Regions from separate parts of the Mus musculus genome. Here regions 2 and 3 are each linked to region 1. The links are chromatin contacts, called in public ChIA-PET and Micro-C maps. All regions are on one chromosome and are shown on one strand. Each heading gives the region's core, a stretch centred on a gene start, on an enhancer-like site or on the middle of the called end of the contact. The rest is flanking DNA. Distances are from core to core; before and after follow the strand shown.

Region 1 (3,663 bases), core at 978-3,477:
TACAACCACTCTGGAAATCAGTTTGGCAGGTCCTCAGAAAATTGAACATAGTACTACCAGAAGATCCAGCAATACCACTCCTGGGCATATACCTAGAAGATGCTCCAACATGTAATAAGAATACATGCTCGACTATGTTTATAGCAGCCTTATTTATAATAGCCAGAAGCTGGACAAAAACCAGATGTCCCTGAACAGAGGAATGGATACAGAAAATGTGATACATTTACACAATGGAATACTATGCAGCTATTAAAAACAATGAATTTATGAAATTTGGAGGCAAATGGGATCTGGGGGATATCATCCTGAGTGAGGTAACCCAATCGCAAAAGAACACACTTGATATGCACTCACTGATAAGTGGATATTAGCACAGAAGCTTGGAATACCGAAGATACAATTCACAAAAACAAACAAACAACAACAACAACAACAACAAAAAAAACCCCACACACACACAAAACTCAAGAGGAAGGAAGACCAAAGTGTGGATACTTTGGTCCTTCTTAGAAGAGGGAACAAAATACCTATGGAAGGATTTACAGAGACAAGTGTGAAGTAGAGACTGAAAAAATGGCCATCAAGAAACTGCCTCACCTGAGGATCCATCCCATAAACAACCACCCAAACCAGACACTACTGTGGATGCCAACAGGAGCTTGCTGACAGAAGCCTGATGTAGCTGTCTCCTGAGAGGCTCTGCTAGTGCCTCATAAATACAGAAGTGGTTGCTCACAGCCATCCATTGGACTGAGCACAGGGTCCCCAATGAAGGAGCTAGAGAAAGTACCCAAGGAACTGAAGGGGTTTGCAGCCCCATAGGAGGAACAACAATATGAACCAGTATCTCCAGAGCTCCCTGGGTATAAATCACCAATCAAAGAAAACACATGGTGGGACTCATGGCCCTAGCTGCATATGTAGCAGAGGATGGCCTAGTCGGTCATCAATGGGAGGAGAGGCCCTTGGTCTTGTGAAGGTTCTATGCCCCAGTGTAGGGGACTGCCAAGGCCAGGAAGAGGGAGTGGGTGGGTTGGTGAGCAGGGGTGGGAGGAGGGATAGGGGGTTTTCAGAGGGGAAACTAGGAAAGGGAATAACATTTGAAATGTAAATAAAGAAAATAGCTAATTAAAAAAAAAAAAACAAGACTCACCAAGAGAACATCATCTAAAATACTTACTAATTAACTGAACTTCTTATCACAATAAACCATAAAGCCTTCATTGACAGCTTGATGACTTGAAACATATAATCTCCTAAGGCTCTAAAGTACAATTCCTGTGTGTTTTTATTTCTTAGTTAGGGTCATTCTCTGTAGCCCAGGCTGGCCTGAAGTTCAAGGCTAGCTCCTTGACTCAGCCTTCCAAGTAATGGGATTATAGGCGTGAACCACGAGGGATGTCTCAGCTGTTGTGGATTTCACAGGGCCGGAGGACCTCAGGATAAATACTTGCTTGTGGCTAAAGGACAACTGTCAGGGCTTTGTAAAGTGACTTTATTTCTTCTCTTAATGCCAAACCATGTGGCTGTTTCCCTTAGTCCTTTATACTAAGTAGAGGTGCTAGAACATTCCATGTGAGCAGACTACTACTTGGGTACACGAAGAGCTTCACTGTAGAGGCATCTGAGTTTAGTGTCCCTTTGTGTTTATCTGGCTATCATTTCTGGAGGCTTAGATGTGTGAAAGAGATGGAACTTCCCATGTCCTTTGTGCCACCTCTGTTATCTTTGGGTCAGCCTAAAGACTCCTGAACCGGCTTGAGGCCTGCAGGTTTTTTCTGCTGCTCTCTCTGTGTTCTTGGGAGGGCTGTTGACCTGTTGGTAGAAGGAAGAGACAATTTAACAGTCCCGGATCAGTTCCGTGTTTCAGTGAGGCCAAGTTGGGTATTTCCCTTCCCAGATCAGTTAAGCCCCTGGTAAAACCCCATGAGTCAGGCTCTGCTGCACCAGTGTCCTGAAGGTTAAGTCTTAGCAAGGAGAACCCAGAACTTCAGGTATATTTTAAAATGACGATGTCCCTACCCCGTGGGGAAGCAATACAGTATTTTACTTTTGTTTTTTCACAGTAGGAGTCTAATATCAGTAAAACTCAGGAAAGTTCCTTTGTTTAGACCCTCTAAGATATCCAATTCTCAGGCTTGAGCAGACGGGAACAATAGCAATTTGTTGGTGGGTGGTAGTGGTTTCTGTTTCCACACTTCTGCTTTTGGTGAACTGACGTTCTCCACACTCATGGGCCTGCCGCTCTTGCTTGTCGGCAGCAGTCTGTGACCTCAATTCTCTGAAGGCTCTAAGAAGAGCTGTCAGTTCAGTTTGTTCAATTTGTTGTTGTTGTTGTCGTCGTCTTTCTTGCTTTATTGTGTTGTGTTATGTGATTGGGAGTCACAAGTTCAAAACATGTGTCATGACTGAAGCCAGAGCACATTTCGGAGTTGGTGCACAATGTTTCCTATATGTGTGGAGAACAGGAGCTCAAACTGGAGTCTGTGGTGGCCTCAAACTCACTGTCATCTTACCTCAGCATCCCACATGTTGGAATTACAGAAGAATGACGCCACACCCAGCCACAGGGTCTCTTTCCCTGAATTCTACTGAACCTGGAATCTTCTTGGATGGTGGCTGTGAATCAGAAGTCTGAACCAAATAGCCAGATGAGCCAGCAGGCCCCACTCCAGGTTTGGGGATACTTCTCTAAGCCTGGGGTGTTCCTATTCCAAGGTGAGGGCTGTGCTGCCCTTTCACAGGCCCTGTGGAGCACAAGCAATGCTGATGTACAGTATTCTTTCAGGCTCACCACGACATACACAGGCCAGTTGCTTGAGACTAGCTCCTGTCAGAGGTCACCCTGTTTTGTAGTTATCTGAGTGCCCAATAGCTTTGCTTCGCATTCTCAAAGGCAGACATTCACAGATCAGTGGCCCTGAGGGAGGCCAAGAAGAGCATGGCATTCAAGCGACAGGAAGAGGATGCTGGGTTTTAGGTAGAGCAGTTAAGAGGAAGCGTCTCTCAGGCCCTGATAGACAAGGAGGCTTCTGCAGAAGGGGTAGGGGTGGGGCAAAGGGCAGAGAAAAGGGCCTGTGGATTCTGCTCAGTCTTTGTGATGCATCGAAAAGAAGGACTCTGGAAAGACTGAGCCTAGCGATTCTCAAATGTTCACGGAGATCTTGCAGATTCTGTTTGAGTGCTTCTGATGCCAGGCACCGAATTCTGCATTTCTAACAGTCTCTGGGGGAGGAGTGGTTACGGATATCAGAGCTTAGGCCATACTGTGAGGCACAAGGGTGTCAGAGGACTCCCCCTGTGCTAACATAGACAACACAGTGGTAGCTGCTCACTGCGCTCTCTGACCTCCTCGTAGGCATTCTCAGTTTGACACAGTCCCTTCTGGAAGAGTAAATGGACCCTCTGTGTTTCTAAAGCCTGAGCTTTCTTCCAAGCCTCTCTCTAGCCTATCCTCCTCTAGGATTCCTCTACCCCTGGAGGCCTCTGTGATTCATGGCTTTTGTGGGCTTCTGTACCCTTTCTTGTGCCTACCAAGGCATTCTCTTGATCTGTCTCCTGACTAGAACTGTAGGTGTTGAGTACGGACCATACATCTTATTCCTCTTCACTTCACAGGGCTCAGAGGGAGCTCGGGTCATTAGGAATACGCTGAGACTG
Region 2 (3,674 bases), core at 565-3,064, 150 kb before region 1:
CTTATTAGTATTTTGAAAAAAAAAAAACATTCCTGAATAGAACCATTAAGCCAAAGAGAGTGTTTAATTTTAGATTTTTAGTATAGTTTATAGATTATTTAGCAAAGGAGAATTGAATTTGCACTTCAGTGATAACCTATCCTTACATGCTTGTCCAAAATGGGCGATACACACACACACACACACACACACACACGCACCCCTGATAGCTCTCTACTGTAATTCATTCAACTTTAGCCTGGTTACTAATGTACTTGGTCATCTTTACTGAGCATTCATGTTTCTTGTTCTGAGAACCGTGTGAATTTATAATTTGCATTATTGTTTATATGGGGTGTTATGTTTCCCACATTTGTTGATGTTTTGTATAAGCATCTTGGAGATAATAGCTTTTTAAAGTACAAGGTTTTAATGATACTTGGCCCAAGTCTCCCTACCCATGGTGTGTGTGTGTGTGTGTGTGTGTGTGTGTGTGTGTGTGTGTGTGTGTGTATGTTTGTGTGTGTGTACTGGATGTGATTAAATGCACCAACACTAATCTTTAACAAGAGAGGCTATTTTTAACTTCTGTCTCTCAGGGCAAACAGAACCCTACCCAGAGGTGAGACGTGTTCCTAGTCTGGGCGGTCGGTAATTCTCCTTCACTCCTGCAGCCCGGTTGCTAGAAGAAATGAGAGTCAGCATGGACAAAGCCAGCAGGGAACGAGGGGCACAACCAGTATCTGCAGCAAGTACCAAACCCGGAGCCCCATCCACAAAACTCAATTAGGAACAATTGGTTGTGCTGAGTGAGGTCAGCTCCAACCGGGGCCCATGAGCTGAGCTGGTTATTAGTGTTGTCAAGTTGCTCAGACAAGTGAATCAGACATCGTTCGTTAGCATTTATCTTTGAAGACGAGGTGGCTAAACAATAAACCGTTGAAGATTTGTTTAGGTGCTTCGTTTTTCTATTCCCCTCTACATGTTTATATGAATTATTTGGTCCTGTACCAGAGAGGATTGTGTGGTAGTCTAATGAGATTTGAGCGTCAGCTGACACAGTTCTTTGTCCCAGTGTCTGGCAGGGGGAGCTGCTTATTTACATGGTCGCTGCATGGTCCTTTTACATCTGTCATTTAGCTCAGCTCGAGTTCTCCGTTACCCAAATAAAAATGAATCACCTCGGGCATCCGTTTGGGATTGCTGCCTTTGAAGTATAGCGGTAAACCCGCTGCCTCAGCATCTGAGAGATCAGCTCACTCTATCACCTAGAATTCTAATCCTGCATTTGGAGGCTTAGAAGTCCAGAGATGGAGGAAATGGGAAGGAAAAGAAGGCTGATCAAAGAATTCACAGTGCTACAAAAGGAATTTACATGTCTCTCTTCCTTTTCTTCTCTCTGTCTAAACAGGTATGTCATTTATCAGGAAAGTTAGTGTTGTTTCCTTTTGTTTTGTTTTTAAGCTGCCTGTAAGGTAAACTTAGCACATCATTGCAATCTATCACCTTTTATAGAAGTAAGGGTACATTTTTTTTTTCAGTGGGAAGATATTGATGTCCATATTTTAAAACTCCTATAATGGGTGGTGGGTCACTTCAAAAGTAGAAGCTAAAATTTTTAATAATAAAACAGAAGGAAGAAGCCTGAGAATAAATTGCAGCATGAGAACACAAAGGGACTCAGGTCATTGTCGCAGCCTTAACCAGAAGCCAGACGATCTAAAAGAAAAATAGCGAACGCCACAGCGTCGACTGGAACACACCATGGGGCAGAACAAAACGGCCGTCTTATGAAAGGCATTTTTTCATTTTTAAGGAGGATGCGCCTGTGCGTTCGCGATGACAAAGCACAGACTGAGAATGGGTCGTTCACACTGACAGGTTGTTTCCTGTTGGGCTAACTGCTTGGGTTGGAGTTTCTGTCTCTCAAATAGTTTTAAAGGAAGAAACAGAAAAGCTAATCTTTCATAAAAGGAGAACTGAGTTTGGAATCACCATACCTGGGTTCTTCCTATGGCTCTTTCTCTCTGAACTAATTAATTAAATTTCCTAATTCCTGAACTAGAAGTAGAAGTAGGGTTCTAACTGCCTGCAAGAAAGTCTGTAGGGCATTTTCTTGATTAATGATTGATGTGAGGGGACCCAGCTCACTAGGGATGGTACCAACTCTAGGCAGGTAGTCCTGGGATGTATAAGAAAGCAGGTTGAACAAGCCAGTGAGCAGCATTTCTCCATGACTTCTGTGTCAGTTCCTGCCTCGAGGTGCCTGCCTTGAGTCCCTGTTTGGCTAGCCCTTCATGACGGACTGTAAGCTGTGAGCTGAAATAAACTCTTTCCTTTCCAAGTTGCTTTCAGTCGCAGTGTTGTCTTACAGCATAAAAACCCAAGAAAGTCTTGAAACATCTCAAAGGGAGCGGTTGAACTCCTGTTGTCAGTTTGGAAACGTGATCCCCCACATTCCCAGGGAGCAGATATAAGAGACTAGGGAAGGGAAATGAAGTCAGAGATAGGCTTCTCCAGCTGCCTGCGTTGGGAGGAACCAGAACTTGCTGCAGTGTCTTTTGCCGCTGCCCAGAGGGTGCTTTGCAAGGTTCTCTGCCCCAGAGGGTGCCTTACAGAGCAATCTGCCCCAGAGGGTCTCTTTCAGAGCGCTCTGCCCTAGAGGGTGCCTTTTAGAGCCATCTGCTCTCTGGATAAAGCACACTCAGTGGTTTCCATTCCAAATCTCATGGGCATCAACTCCAAAGCGTGTTTAAATTGTGCAGGTAAATACCAGACATTTCCACTAATGTCCTAAACTGAGTGTCAGGGACGAGGTGAAGAACTGCCACCTTCCACCTGCTCCAGCCTCTCAAAACTACATGGAACTGGCTATTGTAGGACCGCCTACGGTTCAGTTCAATCCCCAGAGCCCATGTTAGAAACGCTGAGTGTGGTGGCTCCAGGTTATCCTACCGCCAAGGAGGCAGAGGTAGCAAATTCTCTCCACTCCTGGGGGGCGGGGGAAGCTTCTCTGGCCAACCAACCTCATCTACTCTGAGTTCCAGAGTGGGTGACCCTGTTTCCAAAAACTAATGGCTGCCGGGTGCGCGCGCGCGCGCACACACACACACACACACACACACACACACACACACACACACACACACACACACACACACATACAGAGCTATTACCACTGTGCTTAGACAAGAAGTAGAGCTGAAAGGAATTTAAAGTCTGACCATGAATTGAACTGTGTACTAAGGAAAAGACATAGTTAAACGTTAAAATTTAAAACAATCACTTTTTTTTTTCCTTGTTCACAGTAAATTCATTTTATTCCCAAGTCCACATGCATGTCCCCGTGCCATAAGTGAAGATTCTTCAGTAAACAGAAAATGCAGGGCGACCTTAAATCTGGTCATTCTGAGCAGTGTGAACTTGAAATAACTTTCCATTGGCTGAACATCAGTTTCTTAATTTCCCAAAACAGGGATCAATAGCACCCTTCTCATGTGGTCCTTCAACATCACACGGAACAATGAATGCAGCACCATGGCTAACATCTTGATAAATGGACACTCATAACAATATTTATTAGCAATCGATCAAAAGATGGCACCAGCCCTGTGGAGAGGCCCACTATTGTTAGGGGCTGGGGAGGTTTTAGTTGTCAGGGCCAGGTCACAGAGAGAACAAAGAGAGCAACAGCT
Region 3 (3,908 bases), core at 107-2,606, 190 kb after region 1:
CCCCCGAGACCTGGTGGCCTCAGCTAAGAGAGAATACACAAAGTGATGGTACGTGACCTTGCTCTTTAATGATTACTGACTTGAAGACTGTGAGTTGACTGATATGGGTGCTGGGAATCAAACCTGGGTCCTCTGCACCAAGTGCTCCTAACTGCTAAGACATCACTTCAGCCCCTAAGGCAGGGATTCTCCGCTTGTGACTCCTTTTTACCAGAGAGATTTTGATGGAACATCAGATGGAGAAGCATATAAAATAAGTATACAAATGAAACACTACTAATAAATCATATTGAGATTAATTTTTAAAAACTTTGTATGCGTACAATCTATCATTTACTAAAGACAAAAGTCTATTTGCATACCAATGAGAGATGTGCTTGTTTCTTTTGCATAAAAAATTAAATCTTCTGACTATTTTACATTCAGAACATAGAGCACTTTCAGTTTTTCAAAGTAGATCAATATTTTGATTGGGGACTGGACAGGGATTGAACATTTGCTCCAAACAAAGCTAACAGTAAAGGGGACTGGACACTTAGAGACGGTGTTCTGAGAAATAAATTTATATTTATATAGCCATCAATGTTAAGAGTGCCATTTGGCATAAATAGGTAGTACAAACTGTCAGAAGTGTGCTTAGGAGCATTTAGAAATTGTTGGAAATTCTATCCTAATTGTAAGCCAAAATTCACTGGACAATTTTTGCAAGACTCAAAGAAAGAGGAAGAGAGAATAAGGCTGAGTCACTTGCATATTTTATTTTGCTCAAAATTTTCTCAGAACAACCATGATTATATCTGTATATACATAAAGTAAAATAAACAGAGTATAAGCGCAGCAGTGATGTATGTCACAAGCATTGTCTAATCAGAGTAAACTTGAAAATGACTCAATGACAACAAAATTTCAGGATCTAGAAGCACCCATTGGTCTAAGAGACTAATAACAAATACTTTGTTGTAGTCTGCAGCAACCTATAGCAAACACTTCGTTGTAGTGTGCAGCAACCTATAGCAAACTATAGCCACCTGCATACAGCCACGTTCAACACCCAGTCTAAGTCTGACTGTCTCGGAAAGAAGAGCCTCCTACTACATCTCTGCGTACGTCTGGAGGTAATAAAACACGTCCAAACGTTGCTCTATTCTCTATTGCAGCTTTGACTTATCTGTCATAATTCTCCACTTTGGGCTTAAAGACAATTGATTTTTTTTTTCCCTGTGTGGGCCCTTCCAGGATTTTGACTCCAATTGCTGGCAAAAGTGAGCTTTAGCTTCTCCAAAGTAAACATCTCTCTGTCCTCCAGCCGCCGTCCGTATGTGATGTTGAAAGAATGGCAGGAAATCAATGAGTCATGGTGGGGACTGGACAGGGATAGGACGTGCACTCCAAACAAAACTAACAGTAAAGGGGGCTGGACACTTTGAGATGGTGTTCTGAGAAACAAAGCCAAGATTTCAAGAAAAAGCAAGTACTTTACACAGGAAGGGAACTGAGCATCGTCTACACAGAGGGAAGAGTCTCATTGGGGATGGAGAAGAAGAAGACAGGATTGGATGCAGTACCCAGGCAGAGAGCAGCTAAGCCAAACAGAAGGGTGACAAAGTAGAGAAGTTGGGGGCGAGGGGAATAGAAAACTCAATTACAGCAGTCTTTCCCAGATGAACTGATTACCTATTGTGGTGAAGGGAGTTAGGAAACATGTTGTACCTTGTATTGCTGAGTTGGGAAGGAGCATTAAAAATACCAGTGGGGCTGGCAAGGTGGATCAATGGGTAAGGCACTCAAATCCAAACCCTTAGAATGCAGGTAAATCTGACCACCACGGTCTATAATCCCAATATCCCCACAGCAAGATGAGAGTCAGAGCAAGGAAAATCCTGCCCTCCCAAAAGCTTGCATACCAGATACCCTAGCAACATATATTGGCAGACAGAGACCCAACCTCCAGCTGTGAAAAACGAAGATGGACCCCTTACACATGCTCTGGTGCCTACACAAGAAAACACACACACACACACACACACACACACACACACACACACACACACCCCTTATCAAAATGGCCACAAAGGAAACGGAAGAGAGAGGCAGTGGGAGCTAAGTCCAGGCTTTTGTGGTAGCTGAATGTAGAAGAACGGTGCGGGCCTCCTGACAACACTGAGCATCTCAGTGTTTGCTTCACACGTTTTTCCTTTACCCTGCCACCTGATATATGGCCAGAGCAATTACAGGATTGCTTGTTGTTGACTGACCTATAAGGCCTATTTGCAGAGCACAGTAGTGGCTCTTTGTCCCCATTTCCAAGGGTATGTGCACCTTGGTGTGTACAGATCTACAAGGCCCTGGCCCGGTAGAGACCTCCACTCTGGGCATTTATTAAAGAGTCACAATACCTTCCCAGATTGCCTGAGTTATTACAAAAACCCAGCACCCCATGGTGTGAACTGTCTGACCTGTTCAGTCAGTCCCAACAGAAAATACATTCAAAGTGTTACATTTTCTTGTTTTAAAATTTTCCTATTTCCCATGACATTTTTTGTGAGCTCACTGTAAACATAGCTCTGTGTGTTTTCCCTTCCACCCTCTGAAAATGTGTGTTGTGTGAAATATTAAAAAAGCAATCCACGCTATGCTGGCAGGGCACTAGTGGGAAGACTGGCCTGTTCTCATCTCAGCAGACTCTCTAATCTGAAGCTCTGAAATCTCTCCACCTGGCTTACTAAATTCCCATGGTGGGTCATTGCCACGCCAGCCCATGATTCCAAATTCCCACGGCTTTTTGGGGTGCACTTCTTGCAAACCCATGCTTTGCCATGGTACCTTTCTCTCTGGAACCTTGCTGAGTCGCTGCATAAAGGAAAACACCAAACAATCTTGGTTTAGAATTACCGGGTAACTCAATCGCTGGAGTAACAACTAGCATCCTAATTTGTAAGCCATTCTATGTTAAATCCTCTGGCAAAGGATCCCAATGTATCCGCCACCTAAACCGTGTCCTCCTTCACCTACTTTTTTGCCCCATGAGCCAACCCACCAGCCAGGCTTCGGCTTTCCAACTCAGAAGTCCCGCCTACTCCTCGCCCAGTGATTGGTCCCCTGAAATCTTTATTCATTAGGGGAAGATTCTTCTGAAGTCACCTGCTTAGTGATTCCCTCCTCCTCCCAGGTAGTAACTCTTGGGAAAGCGCAATTAGCATTAAAATACAAACAGCACTAGGGGTTGCCCATAACAACTGTGGGAGTTTTTTGTTGTTTTGGTTTTTAAATCAAAAGATGGAGAGGCAGGCAGCTTCTCCAACCCACCCGGGTTCTCTGGAGTCCACTCCCAACGTGAAGGATAGCTGGGTGTTTTGAAGAGCTTGGACACAGATGGCCAATAGAGTTCCACACAGAACTCAGCCATGTTCCTGTGACTTTCTAGATGACTCCTGGTTTATCCTCCAGCCCCTGTGTTCACTCTTCTAATACTGGTCCAAGCTCCTGCCTCTCTCTCCACCACATGTATTCTCTAGCCAATAGCTTTCAATCACCTGAGCCACAGTATCCTTCCTCTATCCCTAGGCTTTCCAGCAGGTTTGACCCTCTAGAGGATGGATCTCTGTCAAAGTACTGGTCAGAGCCAAGACACCCAGAGATACTATGGACACGATGTTACCTTGAGAATCTTGGGAATTATAATTAGCCTCTCTATACAAGCAGCAACATAGACATTCTCACCAAGATTCTTAAACTCAGGGTAACATGTTTTCCCATCTACTGCGGTCACAAGCTTCTCCTTTAAGTGTGTTTTGAGTCATCTCCTGTTATTTCCTTCCTAAAAATCTTACCAGTATTTGACATCAACCCCAGCATCTCGCAACTTGAGTCCCAAACCAACTAAGATGATACTGTGACAGTGACCTTGC

The links. Hi-C and Micro-C count contacts between places; a contact is called where the count stands out from the background. ChIA-PET counts read pairs in DNA pulled down with a chosen protein or histone mark.
Region 2: an RNA polymerase II ChIA-PET map of memory CD8 T cells shows a contact between it and region 1, with 1,451 read pairs. The contact joins two enhancer-like sites. A contact is called at or near these places in 1 of 15 datasets of contacts at CTCF or cohesin (CD8 T cells), 2 of 484 Hi-C or Micro-C datasets (CD4 T cells and uterus) and 2 of 115 datasets of contacts at active chromatin or transcription factors (CD8 T cells and memory CD8 T cells).
Region 3: a contact with region 1 is called in a Micro-C map of macrophages, with 4 times the contacts expected there. The contact joins two enhancer-like sites. A contact is called at or near these places in 1 of 15 datasets of contacts at CTCF or cohesin (CD8 T cells), 5 of 484 Hi-C or Micro-C datasets (CD4 T cells, Th1 cells, bone marrow-derived macrophages and 1 more) and 4 of 115 datasets of contacts at active chromatin or transcription factors (CD8 T cells, the HPC-7 cell line, effector CD8 T cells and 1 more).

What each region holds. Positions count from the first base shown.
Region 1 is chr10:96,372,990-96,376,652 of GRCm38.p6, reverse strand. No RefSeq gene overlaps it. Among named protein-coding and RNA genes, the nearest start is that of Gm33782, 66 kb to the right of the region's middle. Within about 2 kb of position 2,227, at least 141 of the 459 cell types and tissues checked have an H3K27ac peak or open chromatin away from gene starts, as enhancers often do. A contact at or near this core is called in CD8 T cells, bone marrow-derived macrophages, macrophages and 1 more, where this site is marked.
Region 2 is chr10:96,521,576-96,525,249 of GRCm38.p6, reverse strand. It overlaps Gm33843 (a long non-coding RNA gene), which reads left to right. Exons shown (of 4, transcript XR_380712.2): 4 at 579-826. Among named protein-coding and RNA genes, the nearest start is that of Gm33843, 75 kb to the left of the region's middle. Within about 2 kb of position 1,814, at least 23 of the 459 cell types and tissues checked have an H3K27ac peak or open chromatin away from gene starts, as enhancers often do. A contact at or near this core is called in CD8 T cells and memory CD8 T cells, where this site is marked.
Region 3 is chr10:96,185,774-96,189,681 of GRCm38.p6, reverse strand. No RefSeq gene overlaps it. Among named protein-coding and RNA genes, the nearest start is that of Gm40746, 6.8 kb to the right of the region's middle. Within about 2 kb of position 1,356, at least 84 of the 459 cell types and tissues checked have an H3K27ac peak or open chromatin away from gene starts, as enhancers often do. A contact at or near this core is called in bone marrow-derived macrophages and macrophages, where this site is marked.